Regions from separate parts of the Oryctolagus cuniculus genome. Here region 1 is linked to region 2. The links are chromatin contacts, called in public Micro-C maps. All regions are on one chromosome and are shown on one strand. The core of a region is the stretch at or near the end of the contact, and the rest is flanking DNA. Distances in the headings are between cores, read along the strand shown. Region 1 has its middle 180 kb from the start of FOXO1. Region 2 holds the start of FOXO1 (forkhead box O1).

Region 1 (4,575 bases), core at 868-3,367, 180 kb before region 2:
GAGGAGGCAGCAGAAGCAGCAGCCCACACCGTCCAGGGAGCCCTCCTGCAAACCTTGCTCCTTGACATCAGACTTTGAGGAAACTGTCCCGCTACAAAGGCAGGCCACGTCACATCCTGCGCACGCAGCCTCTGGCTGGGCGGGCTTTGCATTGTGGAATGGGGTTTGCACATGAAAACAATGGCCTCCTGCTCCTTCCAGGCTGAATGCTTTCTGCGACTGCCCTGGGTTCTTTATCTCAACCCCTTGTGAGAACACAGGAAACCCTGCTTCCCCAATCCTGAAATATCTGCCTCAGGAAGGAAGGGATATTGTCTTTCCAGGGCCTCTTTCGCTGTGAACCAATTCGATAGCCCGCTTTGTACATGCACTGCAAAAGCAAACCAATCCCACCTTCCTTGGAAATGGCATGTTGGAAAGACAATGTCCAAATCCATTCAAACAGCAGGAAGAAAAGTTAGGTCATAAAACCAGCACAAACTGGCGTAAACACAGCACCAGCGAGGCCTTCTGTTGCTGTTTGGTTTAGTTGGGTTTGTTGTTGTTTTGATTTTTGTTTTTGACTAGTTGAAGAGAAAAGCCATCCATCTGTTTTCCTTCCACATTCTTGCCTGACTTAAGGAAAAGTTTATTAATTCACCTTTCACCAGATCAATGTCAAATTCATCTTTTATAGAATTCTACTTTATATAAATTCTACTTTATAGAAGGCGCATCAGTCCAGTGTTATTTTATGATCAACTTTTACTAATGAGCAGGCTAAGTCAAGGCATCTTAAGAGATGAATGCAACTGAATTAGAGTGCTCTCACGATGACTATTTCAAGATTTCAATGTAAAATGTTTGGGGGCAGGGCCTAACAGCCAGCATGCCTTTAATCAGCCGTACCTGACTCTACTCCCAATTCCAGCTTCCTGCAAATGCACACCCTGGGAGGCAGCAGGCATGCCTCAAGACGCTGGGTCCCAGGCACCTACCTGGGAAACCTGGATTGAGTTTCTGGCTCCCAGTTCCATCAAGACGATGTCCTGGCTGTTACAGACTCTGGAGGAGTGAACCACGAGATGGGAAATGTCTCTGTCTCTCTGAGCGTGTGTGTGCGTCTGTCTGTGCAGGCTCACCTGCATTGGTGACTCTCTCCTCCTCAAATAAATAAAAAAGAGTCAAAACATTTGTTTCAATGGTTGACCGGGGTGGGGGGTGGGGGTGGGAGGAGTGAGGGGCTGTGGGAGGGGTGGTGTCCGGCCTATGGCACTGCCACCCATGCTTCTACAAGCAGAGATGGCGTTTATGGTGGGCAACATTTGGGGGCCGGCACTCGTGCCTCTCCTGCTTGTCCCTGGCTCACACAGCTGCCGGTGGCCTTTGTGTCAGGGCTGAGGACACCCCCTTTCTGTGAAAGACCCTCAAATGAATTTCTAAAGAACTCTCTGCCTTGAAGTCACTGCATCCCGAGGCCACTTCTGTCTCCTGCTTGAAGACTCCACCACCCCAGACCCACACACAGAAGTGCAACTAACATACTGAAAAATGAGAAAAAGGTTAAGCCCTCTGTGCCTCCGGCTTCTCGCGGGCCGCTTCCGGGTCTGACTCTCCTCGGATCCTTGGCCTCCCTTGCACACCCGCGCCCCCAGCGCCTCTCCCGCCGGGCCCCGGGCCCGGCTCCATCCCGTTGCCCACCCAAGTGGCCCTGCCTCAAGTGTCCTCCAGCACCCAAGCCTGAGCCTCCCAAGCGCCTGCCTCCCGAGGAGGTCCCCATTGAGGAGCGCGAACAAAAGCGGCCTTTTGCAGGCTCGCCCAGGCACAGCGAGAGCGAGGCGGGCTTTGAGGAGCCTGCCAAGCAGGGCGAAGGCCTCGCTTTGAAAATGCGGACTTGGCAAGCTCAGGGAACAGCGCCGCGGGGAAGAAAGCCCCTGGCCCGGCCTCCCCAGCGGCGGCGGCGGCGGCGGCAGCGGGCACCCGGGCCCCTTGCAGCAGGTCCCATGGGACGCCGGCAGGGAGCTGGCAGGGCTGCAGCCCATACGTGCCACACACGCTTGCCGACTGCTGAATCCCGGCTGAGAAAGGACAGCGCTGTTCAGTGTGTGAAGGTCAAGCTGGACACGCGGGAGGGGCCGGGTTCGCACTGAGATCAGGGAAGGGTGGAAAGGGAGCCCGGAAAACGCATGATCCCAGGAGACGGTGCTCCTCGGCTCTGGGTGGCAATGAGCCAGCGCCATGATTCAAACAAAACATCCCCTACCGGCCTCCTACCCCCGCCCGTGGCAGCCCCGGTGTTGTCTGGGCCTAGGCTGAGGGCGTGAATTTCTTTGCCCTCGGTTTCTCCCTCTGTGAAATAGGCCTAAGAGACAGGAGGCTGGGGAGCTGCTGGGTAAAACGCTGTTGTTTCATCAGTGCACAAACCGCAAACCGGAGCCCTAAATGCTTCATCAGCTGACCGCCAGCAAGTGGGGGAATGAGAGGCAGAATTCACAGGCGGCCACCTCGCCCATCTGTTTATTTTTCCAGTCTTGGTCTCAGATGGCCCCAAGGCCCCAGACTCACAGCAGGAATGTCTCTTCCTGTGGCAGCCAGAAAGAGTGCAGAGGACAGTGTTATTCAAGGTCATTTGAAGGAGGCCAGGAAGGACCTACTTGCTATAAAGGGTCATTGTGGAAACGCAAAGTCCCGCCCAGGGAGGGACAAGGTTAAGGGCAGGACTCCCACAGGGGAGGGCAGCCCAGGGCACCCCCTGGCTGAGATTTTAGGAGCAAAAGGAAAGCCTCGTCCCTTCTAGAAGGCAGAGTGACAAATCAAGCCCTGAGATCTATAAACTCTCTCTGAGCAGGCAGTAAGGAAAGTAATACGGGAGTCCCCCCCACCTCCGCTTTCTCCCAGAATGGGGGTGCGACCTGGAGGTCAGCTGCCATCCCTGCCCCTCTCCAATGCCTTGGACTGCTGTGTTCCTTGTGTGAGGAGGAACTGAGGAGGTGGGAGGCTCCTTGCAGGTGCAGGAAGGAACATCAACAGGACTTTGAAGGAATAAACAATGTTACCTAATTTGGCTCCAGTGTTTTTTCTGCAGGGCTTTGACACTTTCTAGGGAAACCCCCAATATCCTTTAAGGGCGGAGATCAGGGACTTCCATGTGGCAGGGAAGCTGCTGAAACCATTTGTCCCTCCGGCCAACAGCCATTACCACGCGTGGTGAGTCTGCAGTCAACACACAGACAGCAGGTGGGGCTCAGTCCCAGTCCTGGCTCTTTGGAAGCGTGGGGGCAAGGCCCCCAGGAATGAGCAGCAGAATGAACTCCTGCCGTGCAAAGAAAGTACTGAGGAACACAGAGCACAGGGCAGGTAACTCAGGAGAACCAAAGGAGAATTCACAGCGGAGGTGATGCTGAGGTTGCTCTCAGAGACCCGTAGGATTTCCATGCCAGGGTGAGGGACAGCACAAGCGAAGCTATGGAGCCAGGAGCGGCTGTGCCATAGCCAGAGCACAGAATGGAAGCAATGGGGAGGCTGGAAGGACAGCTGGGCCATCTCAGAAGGCCTGGAGAGCAACAGGAGGTCAGGACGTGGCTGACGGGCTGGAGGCCCAGTTTCAGAGACTAAATTTATTGGAATCATCCAGAAGACTCGAATGACCCAGGGGAGATATGGGGACTTGGTGGCCTAACCACTAGAGGCGGGGACAAGGAGAAAGTGACTCAGGTTTCCGGGCCTCAGGGGGCTGCATTGTGAGGTCCCACACTGAAAGAGTAAGCAAGCAGGTTTGCAAGGATGATGTTGGATTTGGGTTCAGAGAAACTGAGCAAAATCTGCGCTGTTACCAACTCAGCCCTATGGCAACATCAAGCAATTAACTAGCCACTAACGAGTTTTTAAAATTGAAGGGAAAGACACTGCAAGCATTTTCAGGCGCTTTAAAAAGTACATGGGTAATGGAATTAAAATTTATTTCCGTGCCAAAACATTGTGAAACCCATGCATATGAGGGATCTTCAAAAAGTTCATGAGAAAAATGAGGCATGGATTTCACAGTCAATGTTTGAGCATCAAAATAAACTCATCTTTTAATTCCATTTTCCACAATTTTTATGAATTCCCCACACATAAAGGCCTTGCCTTGAGCAGTCGCTGTGGTAGTATTTAGGGCAAGGCAACAGCTCTCACACTTACTGCAGCAGAATCACCTTGCGGGGGGGGGGGGGGCATGTTAACCATGCAGAGGCCTTTGTCTCATCCCCAGGGAGTTGGTGCCAGCAGACCCCAGAAGCAGCACCAATTCCAGTGACCCAGTTACCAAAAAAATTTAAAGTCAAGGAGATTCCTTTAAATTTCTACCTTCTTTCTTATTAATTAACTAGAAATGCCTTCCCCAGTTTACCTTTTAGCTAAATCATCTCTTTAACTGATTAACTGAAGTTAATTCCCACTGGGCAGCAGAGAGGTCAGGGAAGTCAGCCTCAGGAGAAGCTGACATGGCCAAGGTTACTTTGCAGGAGGCGAGACAGACAGACAGCAAAGAGCCAGGAGAGAGAAGGAGGGAGTGACTCAGAGGAGCGGCCAGTCCCAGCATAGCTGGCAAATGCT
Region 2 (4,915 bases), core at 2,197-4,696:
AGAAAACTTTCTATATGAGAAAACAAGTCATGGAAATTGAGTTTCACTATTTATAAATACCGCACCAGCCTTAAAAGATCCCAGATTTTCCAGTCTTTAGTTCTACTTTGTGTGTGACCTCATGACAGTTCTAGCCAATATTAAAACAAGTGTATGAGATTTAACATATCATCCGCACACACTACATGTATATCCCGCAAATATAGCCAGCTGGCAACTATTCAAGAAGGTTTTGAACTCTAACAGCTTTGCAACTCTTCGGTCCTATGCAAATGACTTTCAAATTCTCAGGCAGGCCCCAGGAAGTCAAGCACAAGAAACTATATTTAATTAAAGATTCGCTTTAATTCCCAGTAGTAAATCACAGGAAATATTTTGTTCCAAAACAGCCTCTCCTAAAACAGTTAAGTTTTGGCTAATCTGCATTTTAGAACAGGATTTTTTTTTAAAAGTCACATAGTACAATTTGTCCTTTTTATAAATCTTCAGAGCAAGAGAGTCTTTCAGATCTGAGAGTGAAACTCGGTTTTAACAAGTAACTCATTTTTATGAAATGTCTAACCAGAAGACTAGTTATGAGTTAGAACAGTTCAGGTTTTTTTTTTTTTTTTCCTTAAAATACCCTTTTACTCAAACTGAAAATACACTTGCTGGAATCTGACTTGCACCAACTGATTCTTCATTACTCCTGAAACATCTACTCATCTGACAAACACAGACTACTCCCTCCCAAGGCCAGGCTCGGAGTTCCCTCTGGGAGCTGCCACTCAGCACATGGTCCCTACTCAGCACTTAATAGCTCTCCTAAAGACAATTTTAAAATACAAAATTATACCTGCATCTTTAAAAAAAAAATGTTAAAACAAGAACTTAAGAAAATGGTTAAGGGGGTGATATGACCTTAGAGTTTACATACATATAAAGTCTAAGCCTTAAAAAGTTCTAAGTTATATTCCTAGTGTCAGAATACCTTGACAATGCCTTGAGAGGCAAACTAAAAATATCCTGAAACACTGCCCTTATCTTTAAAGAAAGCTACTCCAGCAAGTTGAAGTAAGTTGTATCCATTTCCAAGGACGTGAAAGAATGGCTAAGTACACACAGTACTCTGAATGTCAAAAAAAAAATTTAATTGCAAATGCTTTTTAATAGCTTAAATAGAATTGATAGATGAGCAAATCAGTCAAGTACTTAAATTCCAATACTAAGTGAAATTGGATTTGACAATCTTCATTTTGTGACTGAGAACACAAGATACAAGGAGCCTACAGCAAGAAGGCACTTTACTTTTACGAACCACTTGGCAAAACTGCACGTAATGCCTACTAATGAGGTTATAAGTGATACTTTTACTCTTAAACACTGTTAGGAAAAATAAAGTCCTGACTCCTTCTCCAAGGAACCTCAATAAGATGTGAGGAAGCTGACCTTTCTGACACATTAACCACAGAACCGACAGGGTATGTGAGCCAGTCGCTGTAACGCTCGCGCGGGGAAGACCACTCCGTGTTACGCCGTACAGTCACGCTAAGGGGCCAGGCGAGGCGAGAAAGGGGTCTGATTCAAGCAGCGAGTCTTTTCACATCCAAAACCGTGAGAAACTGTCGGCTTTCGGGGGCCCGCGCCGAGCGCGTCCTCCCGCGGCCTTCAAGGCGGGGAAGGGATGCGCCAGCCACCCCCCACCCGAGTCTTTGCCAGCCTCGCTCAGGATGTCCTGCCGTGGCCCGGACGCGCACCTCCTCTGCGACTTCCCCGGCCGCAAGGGTCACAAAACCCCCTGCGTCGGCCCTCACCGGCGCACCAGCGCTTCATAACACTGAGGTGGCGAGGCCAAGAAAAGGCGCGCGGGCGCGCACACACACACCCACCCTGGCCTGCCTCCGTGTTTCTAATTATTAGCCTCACACCGTGGCCAAGCCCATGTTTGGGGCGCTTCCCTGCGTGGACCGGGGCCGGCCCGCCGCGCTGGCCCTTTAAAGGCGCTCGCTTCCTGCGCCCGCGGCCCCTCCCCAGCCGCCGCCGGCGCCCGCCCCCGCCGAGGGTCACACTTGAACTTAGCTCGCCCCGCGCGGCCGGGCGCCGGCGCTCCGCAGGCGGTGGCCGCCCCTTCGCACGTGTCGGAGGCGCTCCCTCGGGCTCGGCGCGCCTGGACCCCAGCACCCGAGGCCACCCGGGATAAAACCAAAACAAAGCCAAAAGCGCATCGGCCTCCAGAAGTGGCGCGGCCGACCCCGCACCGTCCCAAGGCTGTCCCCTCCACCTGCAGCCGTGCCCCCCGGGTTTGGGTGCCCCCCTCGCCGCCCCCTCCACCGCTCGGCGCGGCGGAAACGGCCCCGCGCTGCGAGGGCGGAGAGGAGCCGCCCTCCCCGCCGGAGGTCCGGGAGGCAAAAGGGGCAGCCGCTCCGCGTGAAACCTTCTCTCTCTGACTGGCAAACTTTCCTGCCCGCTCTGACGCCCAGTTCCTGACGCACTTTCTTCACGCCTCAGTTCCCCCCCAACACGCCCCTGTGCCTGTCCCACCGCAACTCTGCGGCGCGCGCGCGCCTCCCCTCCGCCCGGGCAAGCCCCCGCACCTGCCACTTCCCACCCGCCCTCGGCCGCCCGCGCGACCCGCCCAGCCACCCCCGCACCTGCCCCACCGCGCCCCGGTCCGGCCGCTCACCTTCCAGCCCGCCGAGCTGTTGCTATCGCCCTTATCCTTGAAGTAGGGCACGCTCTTGACCATCCACTCGTAGATCTGAGACAGCGTGAGCCGCTTCTCGGCCGAGCTCTCGATGGCCTTGGTGATGAGGTCGGCGTAGGACAGGTTGCCCCACGCGTTGCGGCGGGACGAGCTGCTCTTGCGCGGCTGCCCAGCGAGCGGCCCAGCAGCCGCGGGGGGTACAGGCGGGTGCTGTGACAGTGGCCCGGGCGCCGGGGGCTGCGGCGGCGCCGGGTGCAGGCAGCCCGCCGCCTCTGCGCCCTGGAAGTCCCCGCACAGTCCCCCGGTGGCAGCCGCCGCGGCCGCCGCCACCGCCGCCGCCGCCGCTGCGGCCGCCGCCACGGAGCCGGGCGCCTGCGGGAAGTCCTCGCTCTCCTCCAGCAGGCTCAGGTTGCTCATGAAGTCGGCGTTGACAGCGGCCGCCGAGGCTGGGGGCAGGCCCGCCGCGGCGTCGGGGTTGGCGGCCGCGCCGCCCGACGGCGCCGGGCTGGAGGTGGCCGAGTTGGACTGGCTAAACTCCGGCCTGGGCAGCGGCCAGGTGCACGAGCGCGGCCGGGGCAGCGGCTCGAAGTCCGGGTCGATCTCCACCACCTGAGGCGCTTCGGCCATGGTGACCCCCGCCCCTCCCCCAGCCGCCGGAGAGCCGAGAAGGGGGGGAGCGCAGCGCGGAGCGGAGGGGGCGCAAAGGCTGGCCCGAGATCCTGGGGGGATGGGGGGAGGACGAAGTCAGTGCCGCGAGCTGACGGAAACCGGGAGGAAGGAGCAGCGGAGTAGCCGCGCGAGCCCAGAACTTAACTTCGTGGGTCCATCAACATCCAAGGCTGCTCCGGGTTCGCTGCACCACCAGGACGGCTGGCCAGAGCCGGGCAGCTCCAGGGCCGCGCTCCTGCTGACAGGGCCACGGACGGACGGACGGACGGACGGACACCGCGGGCCGCTCGCTCTCGCCGGCGGCGCGAGCGCGGCGCAGCTGCCTGTTGAATGCGCTGGAGGCGGCGGCGGCGGCGGCGGCGGCAGCAGCAACTACGCGGCTGCCCGACTTACGGGATCTGCCACCGCCCCCCGCCCGCGGCGGCGCGCGCGCCGGCCCGCCCCCGATTGACAGCCCGCGCAGCCAATGGGCGCGCGGCACCGCCGCCCAAGCAGCCAGTGGGAGAGGGCTGGGGAGGGGCCCGGTTTTCCACGAGGAGGCGGCTGTGGGTTGGTAGGGGGGTAGTGGGGTGTTTTTCTCGTTGGCGCACACGCACGTTCTCTCTCTTTTTGTGATTATTTTCTGGTAATTCTCGAGTATTTCTGCGAGTCTCTCGCCCTCTTACTGTTTTGACTGCTGAGAGGCAAACCAACGTGGAGGCGGCGGCGACACTTTGTTTACTACGGGGGAGCCGAGCCGTGGACTGGCGAAGCCCGAGCGGAACGAGCGGCTGCCGTGGCCCCGACCTCCGCTCGGCGCCCAGACCAGGGCAGGGCAGGGCAGGGCGCGGGGCGGGGCGGGGTGGAGGCGGCCGCGCGGAATTCCACTCGGTCGCCCCCTCTCCGCTCCACCCACGCGGTCCGCGCGGCGCGGTGCGGGGAAGTCGGCAGGGTTTGTTTTCGTGCAGCGTTTTCTTTCGCTGCGCTCGGTCAAGTCCTCCTGCCCCCGCTCGGGCCGCACACGCCTCCCCGTCCCCACCCCGGGAGACCGTGGGCCTTGTGGTCGGGTCCCTGCCGGCACGGGACGCCAGCCGCGCCGCCCCCGCGCCGGAACCCACCTGCGCGCGCCGCCCCCGGGGCTGGTCGTCCGGCCCGAATTCTGCCATTGTTGACCTAAAAGGGCAGAAATGAGGGAAAGGGCTGGGCAAGCACAGGGTCCCTGGGTCTCCTATCCTCTGGGACACTCTGCCCTAGCGCGCCAGCCTTGCACTGTCCACCGGGCCAGCGGTGGCCGCGGCGAAGGGTCGGCAGAGCAAGTTCGCGAGCACTTTGTCCATTTATTCCTTGCCCGTAATTAAGTGTAACAGTTGGCTTACTTCCTTTTTTATTTAGAAGTGATGAAGTGTTGAGTAAAAACGCGAGAGGGGCTGAGACCGAAGCCTTGACCACAGCGCTGCCCCACCCCCAGGTTGTGGGGCTGCCCGCTGCGTCCATCAGTCACTCCCACCCCACCTCCCCACCTTGCTCCATCTGGGCTCCAGGTCCGGGACGTCCTGTCCGGGAGCAGTGGGGCCAAAGGTGGAA

The links. Hi-C and Micro-C count contacts between places; a contact is called where the count stands out from the background.
Region 1: a contact with region 2 is called in a Micro-C map of ear pinna, with 5 times the contacts expected there. The contact joins the enhancer-like site here to the promoter of FOXO1 in region 2. A contact is called at or near these places in 2 of 6 Hi-C or Micro-C datasets (ear pinna and an unstated tissue).

What each region holds. Positions count from the first base shown.
Region 1 is chr9:73,013,068-73,017,642 of mOryCun1.1, reverse strand. No RefSeq gene overlaps it. Among named protein-coding and RNA genes, the nearest start is that of FOXO1, 180 kb to the right of the region's middle. Within about 2 kb of position 2,117, at least 6 of the 8 cell types and tissues checked have an H3K27ac peak or open chromatin away from gene starts, as enhancers often do. A contact at or near this core is called in ear pinna, where this site is marked.
Region 2 is chr9:72,837,618-72,842,532 of mOryCun1.1, reverse strand. FOXO1 (forkhead box O1) reads right to left here and starts at 3,446. Exons shown (of 3, transcript XM_051831745.2): 1 at 2,663-3,446. The coding sequence starts at 3,310.